Linked DNA regions of Mus musculus: region 1 is linked to region 2. The links are chromatin contacts, called in public Hi-C maps. All regions are on one chromosome and are shown on one strand. Each heading gives the region's core, a stretch centred on a gene start, on an enhancer-like site or on the middle of the called end of the contact. The rest is flanking DNA. Distances are from core to core; before and after follow the strand shown. Region 1 overlaps Cog5 (component of oligomeric golgi complex 5). Region 2 overlaps Slc26a4 (solute carrier family 26, member 4).

Evidence for each region. A called contact is a pair of places that touch in the nucleus more often than the background predicts.
Region 1: a contact with region 2 is called in a Hi-C map of the N1E-115 cell line, with 2.7 times the contacts expected there. The contact joins two enhancer-like sites. A contact is called at or near these places in 1 of 15 datasets of contacts at CTCF or cohesin (the NIH/3T3 cell line), 2 of 484 Hi-C or Micro-C datasets (the N1E-115 cell line and bone marrow-derived macrophages), 6 of 115 datasets of contacts at active chromatin or transcription factors (differentiating embryonic stem cells, embryonic basal ganglia, embryonic stem cells and 1 more) and 1 of 9 other capture datasets (embryonic stem cells).

What each region holds. Positions count from the first base shown.
Region 1 is chr12:31,894,309-31,899,688 of GRCm38.p6, reverse strand. All of the region lies in intron 18 of Cog5 (component of oligomeric golgi complex 5), which reads right to left. It also overlaps the pseudogene Gm35666. Among named protein-coding and RNA genes, the nearest start is that of Hbp1, 53 kb to the left of the region's middle. Within about 2 kb of position 3,253, at least 109 of the 459 cell types and tissues checked have an H3K27ac peak or open chromatin away from gene starts, as enhancers often do. A contact at or near this core is called in the N1E-115 cell line, where this site is marked.
Region 2 is chr12:31,532,049-31,537,224 of GRCm38.p6, reverse strand. It overlaps Slc26a4 (solute carrier family 26, member 4), which reads left to right. Exons shown (of 21, transcript NM_011867.4): 11 at 1,312-1,389; 12 at 1,519-1,614; 13 at 1,869-1,975; 14 at 4,011-4,080. Among named protein-coding and RNA genes, the nearest start is that of Slc26a4, 25 kb to the left of the region's middle. Within about 2 kb of position 2,599, at least 20 of the 459 cell types and tissues checked have an H3K27ac peak or open chromatin away from gene starts, as enhancers often do. A contact at or near this core is called in the N1E-115 cell line, where this site is marked.

The DNA.
Region 1 (5,380 bases), core at 2,004-4,503, 360 kb before region 2:
TGCTCTGTATTCTATATAGGCACTGCAAGTCTCCAAAGTCAGTAGAACCAATGACGATTCTTACCAGTCAGTATGGTCCAAGTGACTATAAAGTTTAGCTCTCAAGATTTCAGTGCCATGTAAGTGGCAGAATTCTAAACTATAGTCACTATAAGGTGACCTAGTCTTAGCTCAGTCGTAAGTCAGGTGGAGATGATAATACGTGCTTGGTATAATTACAGAAGCTACATGTATAGACTCTGCTTGCATGACACAGAAGTACTCAGTGCTAAGCTGGTGCTGACACATGGCTCAGGGGTTAAGGACTCTTGAAGAGGAGCAGGGTTTAGTTCTCAGCACCCACATGGTGGCTCACAACTGCTTGTAACTCCACTGCCAGGGATCTGGTGACCCCTTCTGTGTTCCTTCCGCAGACACGCAGATGGAGCATATATATACATGAAGGCAAATGCTCAAACACATAAAACGAAAACAAAATAGGTCTTTAAAAGTTCTAAAATTATCAGTATTTAATTTTTTCTTATTTAAACTATTAATATAATTAATATATTATTAATTATAATTAATATAATCTGTCCCCATGCAAGAAATTAGCAAATGTTGGTTTCACTTCCTTTTATTTTCCTGCTTTGACTGGAAACTCTACTTGACATTAATGGCTCCTGGTTCTTTATCTACCGCATGCTCAGGCAAATTGTTTGCCATTTCTGGTACACAGAGGAAACTGGTCCTCCAAGCTCACTAAAAATGTGCTCCATATAAAGACAAGGTTAGAAAGCGGCTGAGGGCAAATTATTCCCCAATAGTGCAGTGTCTTTATTTAAGAAACACACAGGGAAGCAAGTCACTGGATCAGCGCCCTCATGAAACAGCACTCAACACTCCTTGCCAATGGGGGCCCCAGACGCTTAATCAATCGTCATTTGGGCAGCAAGTTCTACTCCCGACTCACAGCCAGGTGCCACGTTATATGTGAGCATGAGGCAGGGAATTAGAAGGAGATTGTCTCTCTTTTAAGAATTCTCATATTTAGTGAGGGTTTTTTTTTAATGTAACTATTCAACAAGATCATAGACCATGTATAAATGTGTACATGAACACACAAATATCCATGCCCAAATAGCTTTATAATGTTGTTAAATGTTAGTTGTACTGCTGAAATAGATACAGTACGCATACAGAAGTCCACAGACTTGTTACTAGGCCATGAGAGCACACCGAGAGGCCTGCAGCGGGTTCTGAGACGCGCAGGGCAGCCTCCTTGTGATGCTTTTGTGTTAGGTCAGTGCCAATCTTCTGGTACTAAAGACTCAAAATAAACACCAACATTCAGAATAAACACTAAGTCTTAAGGGGAAAATCTTACATGATTAGAAAACTCTAAAATACAAAGGCTAAAGAAATAAAAATTTAAAGAAGAAAATGCCAGTGTTCTTGCTGACAAGATAAGAACAGCTGGGGACCACTGTTCTCAAACCCAGGTCAGGGCTGATGGGCTAGTCTTCGGGCCTTGTTGGGAGTTCTGGTCTCCATCAGAATCGAACAGTTGCTCTGCACTGAACACAAGTAACTACGTAATCGGCACAAGCTTCTGATTGGCTAAGTCTATCCCACCAATAACTGTGGTGTGCATATACGGGTTTCCAAGCACATATTCTGTGATGTAATTTCTATGACATATTTTGGTCATCTTTTTCTTCCTATTACCCTTGTGATTCATTCAAAGATCAACCCAAACAGCCTTTGACCTAGCCTGGAGTAAGACTAAATGTTAAAACAATTAAATAGCTATGGAAAAGTTCCTGTATGAAAGATTATCGCCTCAAATGACTGTGAGCTCTGTGATGACACAGACAGATTTCAAAGGCTAAATCTTTCAGATAAATTTTTAATCTATAATGACCCCCGAGGGACTGAAAAGTCATTTCCCTTTAAACACTGAAGTCCATGCTTGAAGGCGGAGTTCTGTGCTGGAGGAGTCTGCGGGGTTACAGATGGACACACGGTGGTAGGCCTCTGGGCTGCTGCCCCACCTGGCTGCTACTCAGTACCCACCAGGCACGTGGTCAGCCACCGGACACACCTACATGTTTCAGGGGTGTTCGTACACTGACAATGGACAAGAGAAAAAAGGCAAGAGGAGTCAGAACCAACAGTGGTTTGCTTTCCTTCCTAACTCACACTTTTGAGGCAGTGTGGGAAAGATAAAAATGTATCCTTAAAGGGCACCAGAAAATGTATGAATAGAAACTGCTAGGAGCATCAGTAAAGGATTTAATTCCAACTTCAATATCTGTTCTTTTCCTCGGAGGAAAAAAGAGAGCTGAGTGAGGCACAGGGGGATGGCGCTTCAGCAGACAGTGGGCATGTCTGCCCTGAGTGGGACTAGGCAGAACCCTGCGGGCGTGGACAAGCTCAGGGCTTTTTGAACTGCTGTGTGATTAGTGTAGACAAAGAGGCAATGTGGTCCCAGCAGGAAATTAATTACCTGTAGGAAGCCACCTCATGCTCATGACCTAATTCTTAGGGGACCTATGCCGCGCACTTCCCTCAGTAAGAGCCCTCCAGATGGCAGCCTGCAACTACCTTTTCTCTGCACTGGCGCCCTGTGGAGGTCAGGATTGTTTCAAGAGTCCTTATGACGCTTCACTTATTGTCTTTACTGCTAAACTTCATGTCAAAATCTACCCAAATTCCTTCTGTTGGCCTTTTCTTGAGCTCTGCTTTCAGCCAAACAGCAGGGACTTTCATCACAGGAACCCTTTGCAAAGACACAGAGAACCCTGTGCTTTGGAGCCCAGTAACCTCAGTGGCCTGGTTTAATTGTGATTACAAATCGACAGACCTTTCAGTTACTCGCCAGTTAAAAGGCTCTGGTCCCCAATGGCTGCCTGTGAAGCAGACACATTTCAGGGAAATGTTATTTGAGAGTTTTGACTAATCCAGACAAAACATTTCCAACCAAACGGGACTCTGAAAGCTGGGGTTCACACACAATTACAGTTTTGATCTAGTGAAATCAAAACCCCAGTTCAAAGTTTAATTAGAAAAACAGTGGAGTCCTGATTCTGACCTAACACCCGGGAAGGGTTTGCTAATACTACTGGACGCAAACGCCACGCTTCAACGTGTCTTTCCTGAGCCAGGCTAAGAGGAATGGTAGGATCTTGTTAAACTGGGTCACACTGTGGAGCAGCAAACCAAGGGTAGGTGCAGGGGCTGAGCCTCCACAACTAAACCCTACAGCACTGCTATAAAGTCCACTCAGCACAGAGAAAACACCATTTCTAAACACAAGAATCTGTCAAACATAAGTAACAGAGTTTCATTTATCCTGAGGAGGAAATGGCTTCAGAAGGTACTATGTCTTTAAAAAGAAAGGGGGTGGGGGATGGAGATACAATTCTGAGTGCTGCAGCTCACCCCACCACTGGAGGCTGTGCACTGTGAGCCAGGGTTAGCTGCAGTGGGGGGCTGCCATCTTTCAAGAGAACACATCATTACAATAAGCAAGCCTCCCTCTCCTATGGCACTCACTCTGGCCATCTCCTGCTCAGCTGCCATTCTAATTGGACTTGAAGTGCTGCCTCCAGGAAAGTGACTCAAGGACCAGCTGGAGAAGAATGCAAATAAGCTGGTGGGGGAGGGAGCCGCAGAGGAGGAGGAGAGGAGACAAACAAAACCTAGGAGAGGGCCAGGAGACAGACCTATCAGAGATATTTTTAAGGAGTAAGACAGGTCCTTGGACACACGGACACAACTGCCTCCATAAGTCATTATTCAGAGAGAAGGAAGGTGACAAAAATGGACAAGGTTAAACCATTTGAATGGGAGCATTTAATTTCTTTTCTCACATGTACCTATTAAAGGTATCTTTTCCAAAGGAAGGTTTATTTTGTGTAGTTTCACAGCCTCATTTGCGGAATGAAAATAACTGCTTGATCAATTACAAGCAAGGAGCTTTTGAAAGCCAGGTTTGGGCCTTAAGTATGCTGCAGGGTGGGAGCACCTGGCAGCCATGACCCTGAGCAGGAGGCCCAGGGCATGCTCTCAGACACACAGGGACTCAGTGCTGACAGGAGTAATTATCTGTATGTCCAAGGACGACCGGGCAGACTGCAATGGAGACTCCCATGAATGACTACTGAGATTAGTAAAGCTAACAGCTTTGAAAGGGTTAAGAACTGGATTCACCCCTGAGTCATCTGCTTCTGAAGACACTGGGTGCTTAGGGCCTTTTCTCTGCTTCTGATTCCTGAAGGGGTAGGAGGAAGACTCGGGTAGTTGCAGGTAATTTTAAGGCTAGCCACAGGGGCAAAACAGTACTGCACTTAGTGAAGAACCCATATAATCAGGCAGTATCTTCAGGCACCCTGCCTGTCTCTCACTGAACACAGACGCTCACTGCTCACTATCCGGGCTAGGGTTGTTCTTCTCAGGATAGCACGCGGCTCCATGGCTCCATTCCTGCTGTTTACAACATCAGCTCATTGCGTACATTATTTTGAGCCAAGTAAACCAATGATTATTATTGGCTTTAGGGAGATGAGAAAATAGAAATAATACAAAGTGTTGCTTTATTGTGACATAAGATACTTTGCCTTAATCTTGAACAATCAAAGATGATTTTTAATTTTGTTAAAAAGAAAAACAGCATTTGTGTGTGTGTGTGTGTGTGTGTGTGTGTGAGCTGATAGCGCTCCTTTGAACATAGTGAATGTGCCTAAGACCTGCTGGATATTCTGCAAGAAATGTGGGAAGCACCCACCCCACAAGGTGACACAGTACAAGAAGGGCAGGGTTCTTTGTATGCCCAGGGAAAGCGGCGCTATGACAGGAAACAGAGTGGCTACGGTGGGCAGACCAAGCCTATTTTCCGCAAAAAGGCTAAAACTACAAAGAAGATTGTGCTGAGACTGGAGTGTGTTGAGCCCAACTGCAGATCTAAGAGGATGCTGGCTGTTAAGAGATGCAAGCATTTTGAACTGGGAAGCGACAAGAAGAGAAAGGGCCAAGTGATCCAGTTTTAAGCCAATTTTGTTATGAAGACAATAAGATCTTGACCTTTCACCCCCTTTGATTGCAGTTGGTCTTTTGGGAGGGAATAAATTAAAAGCTTCCAGAAATTAAAAAAAAGAAAAAAAGAAAGAGAGAAAGAAAGAAAGAAAGAGAGAGAGAGAGAGAGAGAGAGAGAGAGAGAGAAAGAAAGAAAGAAAGAAAGAAAGAAAGAAAGAAAGAAAGAAAGAAAGAAAGAAAGAAAGGAAGAAAGAAAGAAAGAAAGAAAGAAAGAGAAAGAAAGAAAGAAAGAAAAACAAAATAGTATTTGGTACAATATTTTAAAACTCTTTTTTGTAGTGAATTAGTTTCAGGTGGGTTTTCT
Region 2 (5,176 bases), core at 1,350-3,849:
GCCAGTCTCCTGTCCTGGGTTGTGCAGATAGTTGTCCCTGTCTCCAAATGTACCTCTTACCAACTCATAAAGTCCCTCAACCTTAGCAAGAATGCAAGTGACTCAATAAATACCGATCAAGTAACTGGAGAAGATAGAAGACATGAAGGGAGGGGGGGGGGGGGAAGAAGGGAGGAGGGGGAGGGGAAGAAGGGAGGAGAATATTATCTTTTTAGACAGAAGAGGAATCTATTCACAATGGTGCTGGAAACCTGGGCCATGGACCCAGAAGATCATAGGTAAGAAGAGGAAGTAGACAATGTAGAGTGATATTCTTAATATTTATAATATTCATAATATTGCCCAGGCCAACCCATACCTAAACATAAATAGCCAGTATGCCAAATGGAATGAATGTGTCCCCTGACGTCTGCTATGCCTGCTTCTTTTCGCTGGGTGCCGCGTGGGGCTGGGATTTTGCTCCATTCACCTCTCCTGTTCCTTCCTCTGACCTGTCTGCTTCTGCTTCCCTGTCTTTTCTCCTTTGCTGCAGAGTTTCTAGTCTTCAGATCAGCCATGCCTTATGCTGTCTCAGCAGAGATCTCATTGGCCAAACCAACTGATCAGACCAGGAATAGTCCCCACCCCCCCAGCCTCTCTCCTTACTCTCTATGGATCTTAGCAGAACTTTTCTTTGCCAGCGAAGGTAAAGTTTCTGAGCTTCCTTTACCCCATGATTGCTCCACTGCTGCTGCCAGTGTTTGGTTGGAACCTGTGCCTACAGTTGTTGGAGGAGACAGGAGCAGTGGTCTTGGTGTGCCGGTGTGATGCTGTGAATTTGTGATAAGATGGATTAATTTATTTTCCCTGAGGTGTTCATGGAAGTTATGAGCTACAGGTATGTCTGTTACTAGAGTAACCATTATGGCTGCTGTCTTCACAATGCAGAAGAGCCTAATATGTGTCATAAGGATTCATTCCCAAAAGTCTGACAGCCATCTCTGTTATTGGAGGAACTGGGAGGGTCTATGTCTCATGGCACATCAAACAACCGGCAGGATGACATAAATTGACATCAGTGGGCACTAGCCACTCAAATGAAACTCAAACTAGCTTGACTTTAACAGCTTTAGCTTTCGTATTCTCTTTAATTTCTCAACAATACTGGGCATATAGTGGATATATATTGCTCTGTATTTTTTACCATGTTGCATGGGCTCAGTAAATAATGCTCATTTTTCTAAATACTGAGCGGAAAGGGAGAGATGAGGAAGGGCTGAGTGCACTCCTGTGGTGAGCAGGGTGTGCCCACCTCATGGAAGTGTCTTTCAGGTGGCTGGCCTCATCTCAGCTGTGATTGTGATGGTTGCCATCGTTGCCTTGGGGAGGCTTCTGGAACCCTTGCAGAAGGTAAAACCCTGCTTTTCTGTACACCAATTTCTCTTCACCAGACTTTTATAAGAGTAATAGCAGGATATCGGAAATCAACACGCAGAAACCATAGCCTTGGATAACACAGCCTTCCCTGTCTCTCTACAGTCAGTCTTGGCGGCCGTTGTCATTGCCAACCTGAAAGGGATGTTTATGCAGGTGTGTGACGTTCCTCGTCTGTGGAAGCAGAATAAGACTGATGCTGTAAGTCACCTACCACACAACTCCCTTTAAATGAAGCACCGTGTCTTGATGTGCCTGTCACTCACGATGTCCATTCCCTAAATCTAGCCTGAATGTTTGTAACTCCAGAGCACACTTAGAGTAGTTTGGAGCAGGCCACGCCTGCGTCTATGTTTCTATGAGAAGGTCCTAGATCTCTGGGAAGATTCATTCTCAATCACTTGATTGTTTTCTGATGAACTAATGTGGATCTTGTTCATTTTTCCCCCCTCTAGGTTATCTGGGTGTTTACATGCATAATGTCCATCATTCTGGGGCTGGACCTCGGCTTGCTAGCTGGCCTTTTATTTGCACTACTGACTGTGGTCCTGAGAGTTCAGTTGTAAGTACTAAAAAACAAAACAACCTCCCTCCCCTGAAAAAAAAAAAAAAACCAGATACGAACTCAGGCATAGTAGAGGAGGCACAGCCTGACGTTTCCTAGCCTGTTTTCATTAAATCCGACACAACTTCTTTTTATAATATCATGTACTGACTGAGTGTATGAGTTACACACTGCCTTACACTGTTGAGTAGGTCCAATTAGTCTGACTCTGCAGGTGAGAAAGTTTAAGTTCAGAAAGCTTAGAGATCTTTCTTAATGCTGTTAATTACTAATTGGCAGAACTAAGTCTTAAATCCCAACACAGCTCACTCCCTATCTATCCCTTCCCTCACAGGCTCCGCTCTGCTCTCCATTGGTTGATTGTCTTAACATGAAAGCTAGACACACGGATCAGCCAAAGTCTGAACTTGCTTTGTTTCAATCCTGGTTAAATCAGATGAAATTAGAGGCACTGGGCAGCAGTCATAAAACTGGGAACCGGGCACAGAACAAGTTGGCTCCTCCAATGTATTCCTACGTATTTTACTCTTTAGAGCTAGTAACTCATTACATGACTGCGACCTTTACAATGGTTATTACAGTCAGGATTCATTCCAATCCGACAGACAAGGCACATAATGCCCAATTATGTGAAGTAAACAAGATTAGTTCGTATGCTCCGTGGATGCAGCAGAGCTATGAGTCATGGTGGAAATAGACTATGAAGGCAGGCGAGGCAGGCTGAAGGCGGATTATCTGGTTGGTGACAGGTTTTGTTTTGACTTTGGTTTTAGCTGTGTGTCCTCCTGGGCTTGCGGAGCACAGCCTCTGCCCCTTTTAGTTTTTTCCTTGCCTTTTCAGATGCTTGCCCTCTTCTCTGCCTGGGCAGTGATGGAAGAAGAAACCTGGGAAACATCAACATAGATATCTTCAGCTTAGCATGGGCTCACCTCTCCCTTGCCACCAACCAGCTCTCGGCCCACCCGCCCTCTGTTAGCATGCTGGTTTCTACTTGAAAGGCTGTGACTGGCTCCCTTAGCACAGGGTCCTGAAAGGGTTCATTAACTTCCAGAGGGCCCAGTTTGCTACAAGGAAACAATGAAGAAACTGTCTGTAGGGGACATTGCCTCTTGTGTTGAGTGTGCCTTTTAGGAGATTGTTTGAGAAGGAAGGTGGCTTTTCTTTTCTTTCTCTTTGAGAAAGACTAACTTATGATTTAACTTAAAAATGAGCTCAGTGTTGTGCCAAGGGAAAGCTTGGTGGTACAATTTAGTTGCTGGTTTGGTAACCGGGCGCCTAGCCAACAAAAAGCAGTACCGTTTATAGTATTTAATTTCCAGTAATTATAACATTGATCTAGAAAGCACAATGCTGAAAGGACCCCCAAACAATTAATCCTTCTCCAGGGGCTGCATTCAGCATATGCCACTAGTCACAGTTGGAGAGACAAGGACTTTATCTGATGGCACCAGGAACAGGAAACGGGTGATCTGGTCAACAGGCAAGGGTTGCTTCAGGAAGGCTGCTGCTTTTAAAAGCAGAGACTAATCTGATCATTTGCAGACACCGTATCCATTAGCAGGTTGCCATAAATCACAAGGAGTGGAAGAACCAAAGCCCCACGTGTGAAAGACATGCTATGCGTCCTTCACCCAGTGGCTCCTCTAGCTCCTCTGGACATTATTTTATGAACTAATAAAACAGGGATAATAGTGCTGGCTATTCAGAGTTACGGCCGGGCTTCCAGCTTTGCCATGTGAGAAAGCTTGACGCCTCTGCTATAAATTGTTATGAACTCCAAACTGCTCATTATGTCTCCCAGCCATCAGAAGAGACTCACAGTTAGTTCTTTCTTCAGTCCCACGCAAACACCAGCTGTTCATTTCAGAGTTAGATACAAGAAAATGTCATCGGCAATAAAGGCAGAGTCCAAAACACCAGAACGATGCTCTCTCTCATAGCAGTGATTTCTTTTTAACTTTTTAACTGTTGTAAAAAATAAAATAAAATAAATTAAAAGATAAAATTCCAGTGTTCATTTTTCTTCTTACAGCCCTTCATGGAATGGCCTTGGAAGTGTCCCCAGCACAGACATCTACAAAAGCATCACACATTATAAAAACGTAAGTGCCTTTATGAAACACTTGTCCCAGGTAGGCTCGATAGCCCAGAATTCAAGGAGCCTCAGATTTCTTTTAGCATGTTAGATACAAGCCAAGAGGACTTCTGTTGGGAAAGTCCATCAGCAGACTGTGAGTGTCTTGAGAACTTTGGATTCTTCATAAATCGATCACAGGATACTTACCCATGTTAGTTGAATATTATTTTAGTGTAAAAACTCATAATGAGGGGTTAAATATAGTAGGCAATTAGATTACTTGCAGATATTTAATAGAAATTATATTTGTCTGTAATCCATAGTCTTTATAAAATTGCCTAATGTCTCTCATGTTTTTTTAAGGACGATTTAAAAACGTATTTACTTATTTTTCATGTGTGTTGATGTTTTGCCTGTATGTATGTCTGTTTGAGTGTGCCAGATCCCAGGAACTGGAGTTACAGTTGTGGGCCACCATGTGGGTGCTGGGAATTTTACATTCAACCTGGAATTCTACTAGCTATTACTTAGTTTATTTCCATAATCTTTCTGTAATGTTGAGCCAAGTATCATCAAGAGGAAAAAGTATCATTAGCTTCCGGAGATCATAAGCTGTGTAAAATACGCCATGGTAACAGGACGGCGTGTCTATAGAAACACATATAAGAATCCTGTTGCTTTTTAGAAACCAGGCTGTACAAGAGATAGGCAACTGCACGGCAGAGCACCACTGCTCAGTTCTGCGGCTTAGCATGGACTCCAGCTTCTGAGCTCTGTGTTGGCGGGACTTGCCTTTCCGGCCCGGATGTTCTCACATGAAAGGGATAGACTAACCTGGCTGTAAATGCTTAGGACTAGATGACTCTATGGCGCTGTGCGATTCGCTCTTGGAGCAGCCACCCCAGTAGGGTACAAACAAACAAAAAACACCATACGGCAGTTTCTGAACCCCACAGATGTCTTTTGTCCATCCTCCTGCACAAAGAATTTTAGCAAAATCAAAACCATCAGTAGCGGAGGAGGCTGGGGACCAGTCATGTTGCCTTTAGAGCCGCTTTCTTCATACGGGTAGCGGGAGCCCGTTAGCTACTGTTAATTCTGGACTCTGCTTCTGTTCTGGT